3 separate regions of the Mus musculus genome follow, and all the other regions are linked to region 2. Evidence: chromatin contacts called from public Hi-C and HiChIP or PLAC-seq data. All regions are on one chromosome and are shown on one strand. Each heading gives the region's core, a stretch centred on a gene start, on an enhancer-like site or on the middle of the called end of the contact. The rest is flanking DNA. Distances are from core to core; before and after follow the strand shown. Region 1 holds the start of Sec61a2 (Sec61, alpha subunit 2 (S. cerevisiae)). Region 2 holds the start of Camk1d (calcium/calmodulin-dependent protein kinase ID). Region 3 overlaps Camk1d (calcium/calmodulin-dependent protein kinase ID).

Evidence for each region. Hi-C and Micro-C count contacts between places; a contact is called where the count stands out from the background. HiChIP or PLAC-seq counts read pairs in DNA pulled down with a chosen protein or histone mark.
Region 1: a contact with region 2 is called in a Hi-C map of CD8 T cells, with 2.3 times the contacts expected there. The contact joins the promoter of Sec61a2 here to the promoter of Camk1d in region 2. A contact is called at or near these places in 10 of 484 Hi-C or Micro-C datasets (CD4 T cells, CD8 T cells, the G1E-ER4 cell line and 3 more), 3 of 115 datasets of contacts at active chromatin or transcription factors (effector CD8 T cells, embryonic stem cells and memory CD8 T cells) and 1 of 9 other capture datasets (adipose tissue).
Region 3: a contact with region 2 is called in an H3K4me3 HiChIP or PLAC-seq map of bone marrow-derived macrophages, with 2.8 times the contacts expected there. The contact joins the enhancer-like site here to the promoter of Camk1d in region 2. A contact is called at or near these places in 11 of 39 promoter capture datasets (the 3T3-L1 cell line, 3T3-L1-derived adipocytes, the HPC-7 cell line and 7 more), 5 of 484 Hi-C or Micro-C datasets (the AtT-20 cell line, the N1E-115 cell line, bone marrow-derived macrophages and 2 more) and 9 of 115 datasets of contacts at active chromatin or transcription factors (CD8 T cells, bone marrow-derived macrophages, embryonic forebrain and 4 more).

Annotation. Positions count from the first base shown.
Region 1 is chr2:5,894,043-5,897,774 of GRCm38.p6, forward strand. It overlaps Sec61a2 (Sec61, alpha subunit 2 (S. cerevisiae)), which reads right to left and starts at 1,390. Exons shown (of 12, transcript NM_021305.4): 1 at 1,215-1,390. The coding sequence starts at 1,221. It overlaps Gm13267 (predicted gene 13267), which reads left to right and starts at 1,422. Exons shown (of 3, transcript NR_166420.1): 1 at 1,422-1,732. It also overlaps a transcript of Dhtkd1 not described here.
Region 2 is chr2:5,713,382-5,717,139 of GRCm38.p6, forward strand. Camk1d (calcium/calmodulin-dependent protein kinase ID) reads right to left here and starts at 1,381. Exons shown (of 11, transcript NM_177343.4): 1 at 765-1,381. The coding sequence starts at 856.
Region 3 is chr2:5,577,901-5,581,755 of GRCm38.p6, forward strand. All of the region lies in intron 1 of Camk1d (calcium/calmodulin-dependent protein kinase ID), which reads right to left. Among named protein-coding and RNA genes, the nearest start is that of Gm36853, 98 kb to the left of the region's middle. Within about 2 kb of position 1,726, at least 16 of the 459 cell types and tissues checked have an H3K27ac peak or open chromatin away from gene starts, as enhancers often do. A contact at or near this core is called in the N1E-115 cell line, bone marrow-derived macrophages and heart atrium, where this site is marked.

The DNA.
Region 1 (3,732 bases), core at 140-2,639, 180 kb after region 2:
AGGTCAGGAGTTCAAATCCCAGCAACCACATGGTGGCTCACAACCATCCGTAACGAGATCTGACTCCCTCTTCTGGAGTGTCTGAAGACAGCTACAGTGTACTTACATATAATAAATAAATAAATCTTTAAAAAAAAAAAAAAAAAAAAAAAAGTAAATCTAAATTCTGAAAACATTTACCTGCAATTAAAAAAACAACAACTATGGGTCACAACACTGGGAAACTGTCTAGAATCGCCTCCCTTCCCCATCTCAGCCCAGGCTACTCTCCGAGATTTATTGCTAGTTTATGAATTACTGTACTGGCGTTCAGGATCAAAAAACGCTGTTGCGTGCCGCCATGTACTGCCTCTCCCCGTGTTGCACAATTCCATTTTTATTCACAATTCAAGGCCAAGGGTCTCTTATTTCCTTTCCAATTTTCCCCAAATGTCTACTGTTAGCCAATGGAGTGCATCGCAACGTTATCCCTTTATACACAAACATGTGAACTGCTAGGTAAAGTATCTGTGTGAAAATACATGAGGGTGAGTGATTGGGCAGGGCCCTGGAAGGATCTTATAATGCGAGGCCTCGTCCATACCTTGCGCACCAACTTACAGTTTTCAATGAACACTACAGAATGACTGGGAAGAATTAATCTAGGAAAATGCTGAGCTACTGATCACACGCCTTTCCTCCCCTAAAACGCATGCTACGAATCACATTTTTAAAAAAGGGAGACTTGGTGGGGGAGGTTATGGGGGACTTTTTGGGATAGCATTGGAAATGTAAATGAGGAAAATACCTAATAAAAAATATTTTTTTAAAAAAAGGGAGACTTATTCGTCGCAACACACCAAGGAAGCGTGATTCAAGAATAATAATTTAAAAATTAATGAGTTTCCTGAGATTCAGAAAAAGCCCAAGTGGTCCAAGCCGTGGAGTGTGCTAACTACCCCCCGCCCCCAGCCAATGGCCTCCCCGCGCCATCCTCGCTCCTCGCCTCCTAAGGGGAGCAAACCGGGACTTCTGAGTTCCCGTGACCCGCCGGGCAAGGCCTCGCTGACCCGAGGCGCCTTGGCGGGTCCCCAGCTCGCTCTGCCCGTGGCGACCCCAACGAGGCCTGCGCATCCCCCGCACCCAAGACCACCCCAAGGAGTAAGCGACTCCACTGCCCACAGCCCGAAAGGACCCGCGGCCTTCGAGGTTCGCGCTCCAGCCACCACACTCACTGCCCATGGCGGCGGCTCAGCACACCCGGCGGGCACCCGCGGCCTCGCAGCTGCCTCCGCTCCGTTCCTCACGACTCTGGCCTAGGCGGCGGAGGCTGGGGACACGCTCTGGCCGTCCCCGCACAAGCTCCGCCCACAGAGTCATGTGACATGCGCTCTAGGCTCCTCCCAGACCTAGCCTGGCCGTTGGCGGACGTCCACCGCGTTGCTATGGTCACCGTTGGCGCGGCGGCGGGGGCGGGACTGGATGGCAAGAGGCGGGGCGGCCTGCCGTGGTGGGCGGTTCTTAGTTGCTCTACTCCAGGACAAGGGTTTTCCTTTTCAAAGCTGTTTTCTAGATAAGGTTTCCTGGTCCAGGTACCCCAAGGCCTAGAGCTGAGCTACCTGAGCCAGACTTTTCTTTCCGCCCCATCTTAACTGTAACTTCTTAGACATTTGTGAAAACTGGTAATACACTGCAGACAATAGTACTTTCCAGTACTTCCCCATCTTCAAAATAGACATCAAGGCATCAAGAGGTATAAACTCTTTTATCTGTCTCTCTTTTTCAGAAAGAAACCTTTTTAGGCCGGGCGGTGGTGGCGCACGCCTTTAATCCCAGCACTCGGGAGGCAGAGGCAGGTGGATTTCTGAGTTCGAGGCCAGCCTGGTCTACAGAGTGAGTTCCAGGACAGCCAGGGATACACAGAGAAACCCTGTCTCGAACCCGCCCCCCCAAAAAAAACCCAGTAAAACTTCCAAGGTAATATAGGTAAATTAGAGAAGTTAATTTCAGACTATTTTTCCCAAATAGGAAATATATGGAAAACATAAGAAATTTGAGTAAAATGGTTCTTTCAAGGTGGTAATTTTTATTTTGCTAAGAATAATGTGATATATGGGGGGTGGGTATGGGGGACCTTTGGGATAGCATTGAAAATGTAAACAAGGAAAATACCTAATTAAAAAAAAAGAATAATGTGTCATTTTAAGCAAAATTCATTATTTTTAATATTTCAACTTACTAATTACATAACTGAAGCTCTAGTTCTCACTGAACATTAAACATGCATAATTATGGACAGCAGATAAGAAAAACTAACATTTTTAAGAGGAAAGAAAATACAGTAGTGTTTCATATGAAATAATTCAAATGTCCCTTTCTGCAACACAATTCAGAATGTGGCTGATATAAAGGTAGAAAGGCAGAAGACATTTTCATAGCTCTGTCAGGGAAAACTGTAACAAGAAATAATAAACTTGTGAGAGGCAGCATAGGAAGAAATTTAGAAAGAGCAAGACAAAAACATTTTTAAATATATTAAATTCCATCTTAGAGTTTTAATATCTTTTAATTTAAGAAACCAAAAGATAAGAGAATAAAGGTACATTATGGTTTTTTTAAACTTAAATATACACTATTATTCTTATTAAACTTGCCTTTGAAACTTTACAGATTTATATAAGTAGTAATGAAGTGACAAGATTCATAAGGCTCGGCAAAAGAAAGAAGGACTGAAGGATGCAGAAAGGAAAGGGAGGGAAAGGGTTAAAGAGATGGCACAATGATGGAGCCAGTAAGTACAAAGTACTGCAACTAATACCCAGCTGCAGACAGGAGGGGACATGTCGTAGAAAGAAAGAGGGCAAATACTAGAAAGATGCTAAATAACTGCAGCATTATTCTAAAATGCAAATAATAGTCTGGCATGGTGGTACACACCTTAAATCCCAGCACTCAGAAGGCAGAGACAGAGAGACCTCTGAGTTCAAGACCAGCCTGCTCTACACAGAGAGTTCTAGGCCAGCCAGAACTATCTCAAAAATCAAAATAAAAAAAGAAGTACATTATGAATCTATTACTATAGCCAGGACTGCCTACACATCAATGATGTAAAACATGGCGCATTGCTGGTAAAATTGGAAAGGCAATGGATGTATTCCAGCCCTTCCTATGTCCCCATAACCTTTTTAAAAAACTGTCGTAAAGTCAGAATGGTACACAGTAGATGCTCCTGAGAACCAACTCAAGGGACGTCACATAGCTACCATTTAGTTTGCGGCCAACACTAGATTCAACCTCTATGGAACCCCACGTACCTGGTTTGGGAATGTGGCTAAAACTTAATGAAATTTATAGCCCAAATATACATCATATTTGTACCTGCAGCTTTGAGAGACAAAAGTGATTAACCTGGCACTTAAATCCCTCTACCCAACACCAAAGTTAATTTAAAAATCAGAAAATATCATAGCAGCTGGGCAGTGGTAGCGCACGTCTTTAATCCCAGCACTCGGGAGGCAGAGGCAGGGGGATCTCTGAGTTCAAGGCCAGCCTGGTCTACAGAGTGAGTTCCAGGACAGCCAGCCAGGACTACATAGAGAAACCCTGTCTCGAAAAAAATCAAAAACAAACAAACAAAAAAGGAAATGTCATAGCAATATAATGGGGAAAGGGGAAATTAATAGAAAAAAAAAACCGAAGTCCACCTTAATACAGTTAATACCTCATAACTTAACATTTATTAGGGGCCAAGGC
Region 2 (3,758 bases), core at 131-2,630:
GCGCAGGAAGGGAACTGCAGCTGTACTGAGTGGCACATGTTCAGAGCTCTGATGACACACACTTTTGATTATTTCTGCTTTCTGGAGATGTAACCATCAAGCATGAGCCCCGGAGAGAACCGCCCCTAAAGACTCACTGATCCTCCTCCCACCCGGACATGAACCCCAGCGCCGGGCATCTGACCCTATGGTGAGATGTACACACAGATGAAGCTCTGACCACATGTCACTCTGAATACTGCGAAATTCTTCCCTCCCATCATCCTGAGGCCAGCCAAAGTCTTGTCTACACCTAGTACGTGCATATGTCAATTCCATAGGAATATATGATGTAAGGGTAGGACCAAAAGCTGAATTTCCTCGTGACCACTTTCGTCGGCCCAGTGCGCCCATACACACGATGAGTAAGTGCACACAGCCAGCGATCAGCGAGATCCACCATGCTCAGCCCACAGTCACGCGTGGGGAGAAAATCAGTGGAGGGCGGTGGTGGCAAGGGAAAAGGAAAGTCGCCCGCCCGCGTGGGCTGTTCTCTGCGCGCCCTGCGCTCCCCTCCCCCGCCCAGGAGAGGTGTCAACCGTGGGCGCAGACCCACGCGGTGGACTCGCGGAGGGTCTCCATAAGAGCGGACTATGGGACAATGAGGACGCATCGACCAGCCAGTTTCTGCCGCGGTGGCGGTGGCGACGGTAGCAGCAGGAGCAGCCGACGCTGCTGCCGCCACCGATGCTACTTCCACCCGCTGGTCCCCAGCACCCACTTACGTTCCGAGGGTCTCCTTGAACTCGAAGATCTTCTTAATGTCTTCTGCTTGCTTTTTCCAGGAGGAGCTGCTCTCGCCGTTCTCCCGGGCCATGGCAGACTAATGCTGTAGGGCGGCCGAGGGTTGCGCTGGGGAAGGGGCGCCGGAGGCGCGGCGCGGGCTCCGGGGGATGCCCGGCGCCGGGATGCGGAGCGGGAGGATGCGGAGCGCAGGGAGGCTCGGGCTGCCGCAGAGCTTCCTCTTCGGCAGTTTCCTCTTTCGCCTTGGCTGCTGCCGCCGCGGTCCCTCCCTGGCTCTAATTTCTACTGCTCTCCGGCAAAGACTTCCTGCCTCTGCCGCCGCCTGCCAGCCTCACTTTCTGCTACTTTCTTGCCTGGCTCCTGCTCCCTCCCCGCCGCCCGCCCCACTCCCCCAGCCCGCCTCCTCCCGCGGGCTCCCCGCCCTCCCAGTGCACCCGGCAGCCTCCCCGCCTCCCGCGAGGCGGCCTTCGGGGATGTCCCGCTCCCCCTCCCCTCCCCAGGAGCTCCGTGCTTGGGCGCCGGGATGCAGCACTTGACCACGGAGCCACGCACGCTCCCAGGCCGTCCGCGCACCCTGGGTCCCCGGGCGAGGGCGGGTGGGAGAACCCAGCAGGTGCAGGGCGCCGGAACGCGCGGGGGAGCCCTAGCCTTTAGGGAGCTTTATTATGAAGTCAATGCTGGGGGCGCCCGGGCTTTCCCTCTTCGAGCAGGAGGGGGCGCCTCTGCTTGGCGCTCGGAAGCTCTCGGCAAGGTGGGGTTGCGCGGCTCACGGTTGCGGGGCGCCCAGGGCGGGGCGCCTTCGCATACCCAAGAGCCGGTGACCCAAGCCTGCTGTGCAGGAGGGCGGGTGGGGGCTTGTTGTCAAGGCAATGGGCGGCGGCCTGGATGGAGCCATCGGCAGGCGGGCGTTGACTCCTGGCCGCAGCTTTGCCCCAGCAGGCGCTCCCGGAGCTCGGCAGTCACCTCCGGACTCCGCTGCTGGAGCTAATTCGCATTGCACCAAAATCTGCTTCACGTCAGTTTTGGAGCAGCTAAAGGAAACCTCGGGATGTATCGGACAGGCACGCCCAAGACGAGCCAATCACCGCCTGGTGGTCCCTTCCGGAGTAAAACTCCAGGGGTTATTTGGCGGCCAAGTGATGGGTGGATGCGGGACATGGTGGCTGGCCTGGCCCAGAACTGGAGTGACTGGACTGACTAGTGTTTGAACCCTTCTGATTTCCTCTTTCTCACTTTACTCCTGATGCTCTGAGGCCGTGGCCAAATTACACCGATTCAATGGAAAGACGCCTCTCTCTAGCGCCTTCCCCCATCAGCATACCCCGCAAGTGGCTTACTTAGAAGGTTAAGGTAGAAGCAGAGATACATTTTCCTCAGGCCTCTGGTCTCCAGAGTGAACTTTGACCTGCCCACTCTCACCTGGTATTCACCTGTTAGAGGACAGTAGGCAGCGTTTCCAGTTGGTCCTTTGGTTCAACTGGCAGGGACTACTACCTCATGATAGGAAATGTTAAGTTTTCTTTGTAGCAAGACTTCCTCTCCCTTAGAGCTGTTCGGCTGAATTGAGTAAACAGCCCTGTCTCTTAACTGGGGACACCTGTCCCATTTTCCCAGGACTGTTCCAATTTGAGAGGGGGGAGGAGGAGGAGGTGTGAATCTGCTTTCAGAAAAAGAAATCCCCCCCCCCCAACACCTCCCCATTGGTTCAGACTGGCCAGAGGCTCTGCCTTGGAGCCCTTTGTGGACTCCCAAGGAGGTTAGAAGAAAAATCTACCTATCCCTAGATTCTCAGTGCTGTTTTCCACGTTTCTTTGGCCCTTAGTCCTAAGCTCTTGAAGCTGAGAACAGCAGAGAAGAGGGTTATAACCATTGGTTGTTTAGGAGTGTGACAACCGAGTCATATGATCATCATGTTAAGTGTATTTACACAGACCTGGATGCTGCACACACCCAGCCTGTGGGATACACACGCTCACGGGCTTGGAGGTTGGGGAGAAACAGCCTATTGCTCCTAGAGCCATAATGAACAAAACATGAAATTAAATCAAGCACAAGACAAAATGATGCAATCGAGAGGCACGGTAAATACAAGATACAAGAGGGTACTGCCGGCATAATATAGCAAACTGACTTACAGTCAAGTTTTCTTTCACAAGCAGAAGAAACATAATCTAAAAAAAAAAAAAAAAGTCCAACCCACTAAATAGATAATTCAGTAAGAGTCATTTACTATCAAGCATTGTCTACCTAAGGAATGATATCTACAGTATTTCTAGGCAAAGCACACCATCGTAGGTCTGTTTACATCACCAATACCACAGACCCATGAGTAATGGGTCACACTGATGTTATGACTGGCTAAGAGGTCACTGGGCCATAGGAATTTTGCAGCTCCATTATAATCTTATGGGATTAACGTCAGAATGTCATTATGCCCACATGACTGTGCTTGCTTTTACAAACCCAGAAGAAATCGTACAAACAATATCTGAGGGGTGGGGGTGGGGGTGGGGGAGAACTAAGGAACCTCTCTCCAAGATGGAGACATGCCCAAAGTCCAAAGCATACAGCACCCCTCCAGTAAGAGCTGTATACACTGTATCTTATTGCATAAAGCATGGGTCAACAGAACCCAGCGACACTGTCCTGTGCCCCTTCTGTATCGTTTCCTTTCTCCTTCTCCATCTCCCTCTCTTTCCGTTTGATCAAAGACAGGCAATTCCAATCTCATAAGAAAAGCAGAGATAAGGACCTGGGAGATGGTTCAGTAGGTAAAGTGCTTGTCTTGCACATGTGAGGACCTAAGTTTGATCCCCCCGAATCCAGGTGGTTTGGAGTATATTTTTTGTTTCTGTTTTTAGCAATAATAATAATAAGATAATAATAATAAACCAGCTGCGGTGACAAACACTTGTAATCCCAAGGCTAGGAAGGTGGAGATGAGAGAATTCTGGAACACAGTGCCCACCCAAACA
Region 3 (3,855 bases), core at 476-2,975, 140 kb before region 2:
AAGACATTAGCAGGACACAGCAGGAAGTCCTTAATGAAACTGGAAACTGGCCATGGTTTAAACATGAGTTAGCCCTATGAAGAGCAGCTGCTCTTTCAAGGAAATGAGAATAACAAGCTGCCACAGATCACATAAGACAAGGTGTTTTGAACTGTCCCTCAAGGTACGGAGGGACCACTCTCTGAGGCAAAGAACCTCAGACACAGTGGGCAGGTCACTGCAGAGGTGGGGGGGGGGGCATTCAGGCCATTTAGTCACTGAACACACACTGAACAAAAGTATATGGAGAGAGATGAAGGGCGTGCTCTGGTCCTGGAGACTCCCGTGCCAGGCGGAGGGAGACAGAGGAAACAAGTTCCTGTGTAGCTGGTAGGTTGGATCAGTGGGTAAAGCACTTACCAGGCAAGCATAGCACCATAAGTAAAGCCTCCAGAAGCCATATAAAAATTGCTAGGTATGGTGACATACACTTGAAATCCCAGCTCTGAGAAGGTGGAGGTAGGAAGCTAGGTGGGTGGGGGCCAGCCAACCTAGCCTAAGCAGTGAGCTCCAGACCAGTGAGCGACTGCCCCCAAACAAGGGACATGGCACCCGAGTAACGACAGGTAAGACTGTATTCTGGCCTCCACACATATGTATGCACAGGCACATGAAACACACATACAAACATGTGCAATCACATACACGTAAAAGCACATTTCATATATACATGGATACATAAAGACTCAAACACACGGGCAGTTTGCAAGGATGAATGCATGGACAGAGCAAACCGCTGCTGACGATTGCATGGAGCAGGGGGAGAGGCACGAGCCTATGCAGGAGAGCTTTCCAGAGAAGAGACCCACAAACCTGAGGCTCGGGCTTATCGGCATCCCTCCTTATCCCAGACACTCTGTCCTATCTTTCTGCGTCTACTGAGCCTACCTGCTTATCGACCAGATACTTCCCCTGCCTCATGCTGGGTGCTCCATGGTGGCTTGAACCCCTCCTCTCTACCCCACTACAAAAGAGGACTACTGAACAATCCCATGAAATCATTCCATTATCATGCTTCCACAGATGCTCTGGGATAACTTTTCTTTCACCATTGCAAAAATTAGAATTTATTGGCATTCATGTTCTCCTCTGAACTATGAAAAGCCCACCATTCTTGCTGGAATTCGTTCATGAATCTACCTGGACTTGTCTTTTTTTTCCTACTTGAAAGACAAATATGTTGTTCTACCACAGCCACCTTCAGCTGATAGCTTTAAAGGAGAACTCCATGCTTGCCCTCAGACTTGAACACCCCACGCCATGTCTAGTAACTGGCCTACACCTCCCCTGCTCTCCCTAGGACTGGCACATCCCCCCTCACAATGGCAAATGCTATTCCAGGTACCAAAGAAGGTTCTAGAAGTGTACCTGAAGCACACAGACACAAACAGACTGTTACTATGACTCAATGGTTTTTTCCTTTGCCTCCTTCTTCAGCGCTTCAGAAAATTACATTTAGAATACAAACTGGCCACACTACTTGTCTTTATCTATACATCAGATATACTTCAGAAGTGGCAGGGAAACACAGAAATGAATCACTATGCCTCAGCACTCCAGAACTCTAGGACAGAGGATCTGAAGGAACTGCCTGAACTCTCTAAGATGCACAACCCTAGCATCTCTCCCAAGGGAAAGTCTCGGCAGTGATGAGAATGACCTCATTTCCTGACTTGATTTTTGAAACAAAAATGCCAATCCTGTGTAGCCAGCTTCCCCCTTCCCATGTGTGCAGCCACTGGCAGGCACTGACTTCCTCTCCACAAACTTCATGGTGTTGATCAAAGATCAGACTGTCGGATTGAAAGGGGAGACAATGAGAACATATGTTGCCTGTTCGGTACAGCGTCAGCTGTCATATCCAGGTGAGTGGTATTTAGGAAATGACTGTAGATGTCTTGTTGGCTATGATTATGAAGAAAATCTACCTTTTACAAGAGCTCATGTTAATAACATTTCTAAATTTAAAAATCACAGTGAAGTGTCAGAGACATTTAAGGGGGAAGAATGAAAATATACACATGCAAACCTCACAATCAGAGAGAGAGAGAGCACATTCAAGTCCCACAAATAAAATCTTAAAATATTAACATTCACACTATACCAAAGGCCTTCCCCAGGGAGCTACCTGCACAACTCCAGTATTCCCACTCACAGAAACCCATGTTGGGGAGAAGCCACCTCCCTCCCGGTCAAATACATGGGGATAAGACACAGACACACAGCCCACAGAACAACCAGCTGACACTTTAACCAACCCTTGAGACTCACTAGAAATCAACCCAATACAGGACTAGAAACAGAGCTCTGGTTAAGAGCATTTGCAGCTCTTACAGAGGGCCCAGACACAGTTCCTAGAACCCACATTATGCAGCTCACAACTGCCTGTAACTCTAGCTCCAAGGGGACCAATGCTCTCTTCTGACTTACAATAGCACTAAGCATGTGCATAACATACAGACAGACAGACACCATACAGATATCATATATACATACATCATACATACATCATATATACATCATACATACATGCATCATACATACATCATTCATAAATACATACATCATACATACATACATACATACACACAGGAAAAACACCCATACACATAAAATAAATTTTTAAAAAAATAATCAGAATGTTAAATAAGCCCTAAACAAGACAGTTTTATTCAGGTTTGGAAAGGACAGACTCACATGGGAAAGCTGTTGAGTATAGATTACACCAATACTTTTGCAAACTATTCTGGCAATGCTTGTTAAATTACAATTAAAGAACTCACTCCTAAATAAAGCAGTACACAGTTGTGATGGCTATTCCTGGTTGTCAGCTTGACTACATCGGGAATGAACTACAACCCAGAAATGGAGGGCACACCTGTGATCCAGATCTTGAAGCTGGAAGACACAGGCTTCTGACCCCAATCTTGACTTGGGATGACACAGGCTTTTGATCCAGATCTTGAGGCACAGTGGCCATGAAGAGCTTAGGCCCAGGCTTTTAATCCCAGGAGGCTGAGACAAGCAGATCTCCGTGTTCAGCCTGGGACAGAGCACATTCCAAATCCAGGCGTAGTAGTTCACACCTTTAATCTGGGCCACAGCTTCTGCTGGAGGCCTACATAAGGTCAGTGGAAGAAGGAAGGCTCACTCTCCTTCACCTGCTTGCACTTGCCAGCACATCTGTTGGAACTTATTTTCTTCAAGATTATACAGGGCTACAGAAGACCAGCTGAAACAACACACTGCATGGGACTAAGCGACTATGAGATCCTTGGACTCGTTGGGTTGGTTGGACAACAGGCTGTAAGTCATCACAATAAATTCTCTTAATATGGAGAGGCATTCCATACGTTCTGTGACTCTGGAGAACAGTGATCAATACAGAATCTCTGTGTGTGTGTGTGTGTGTGTGTGTGTGTGTGTGTGTGTGTACATACACATACATATATATGATTATTGAAGTACTACAGGTAATGAAAAGTCATTTTTAAAAACTTGCTTTAGCTGGCCATACGGCACACACTTGTGATCCGAGGACAAAGGCATAAGTGTAGTGGCTGGGTTAAGTTCTGACTGAATGGGTGTCGACCTGGCCATGCCAAGGATCTTAATACTGTAGGGAGCCGGGTGTGGTGGCGCACACCTTTATTCCCAGCACTTGGGAGGCAGAGGCAGGCGGATTTCAGAGTTCGAGGCCAGCCTGTTCTACAGAGTGAGTGAGTTTCAGGACAGCCAGGGTTACACAGAGAAACCCTGACTCAGAAAAAACAAAAAACAAAAAAACAAAAAAACAAACAAAAACACCATAATGCT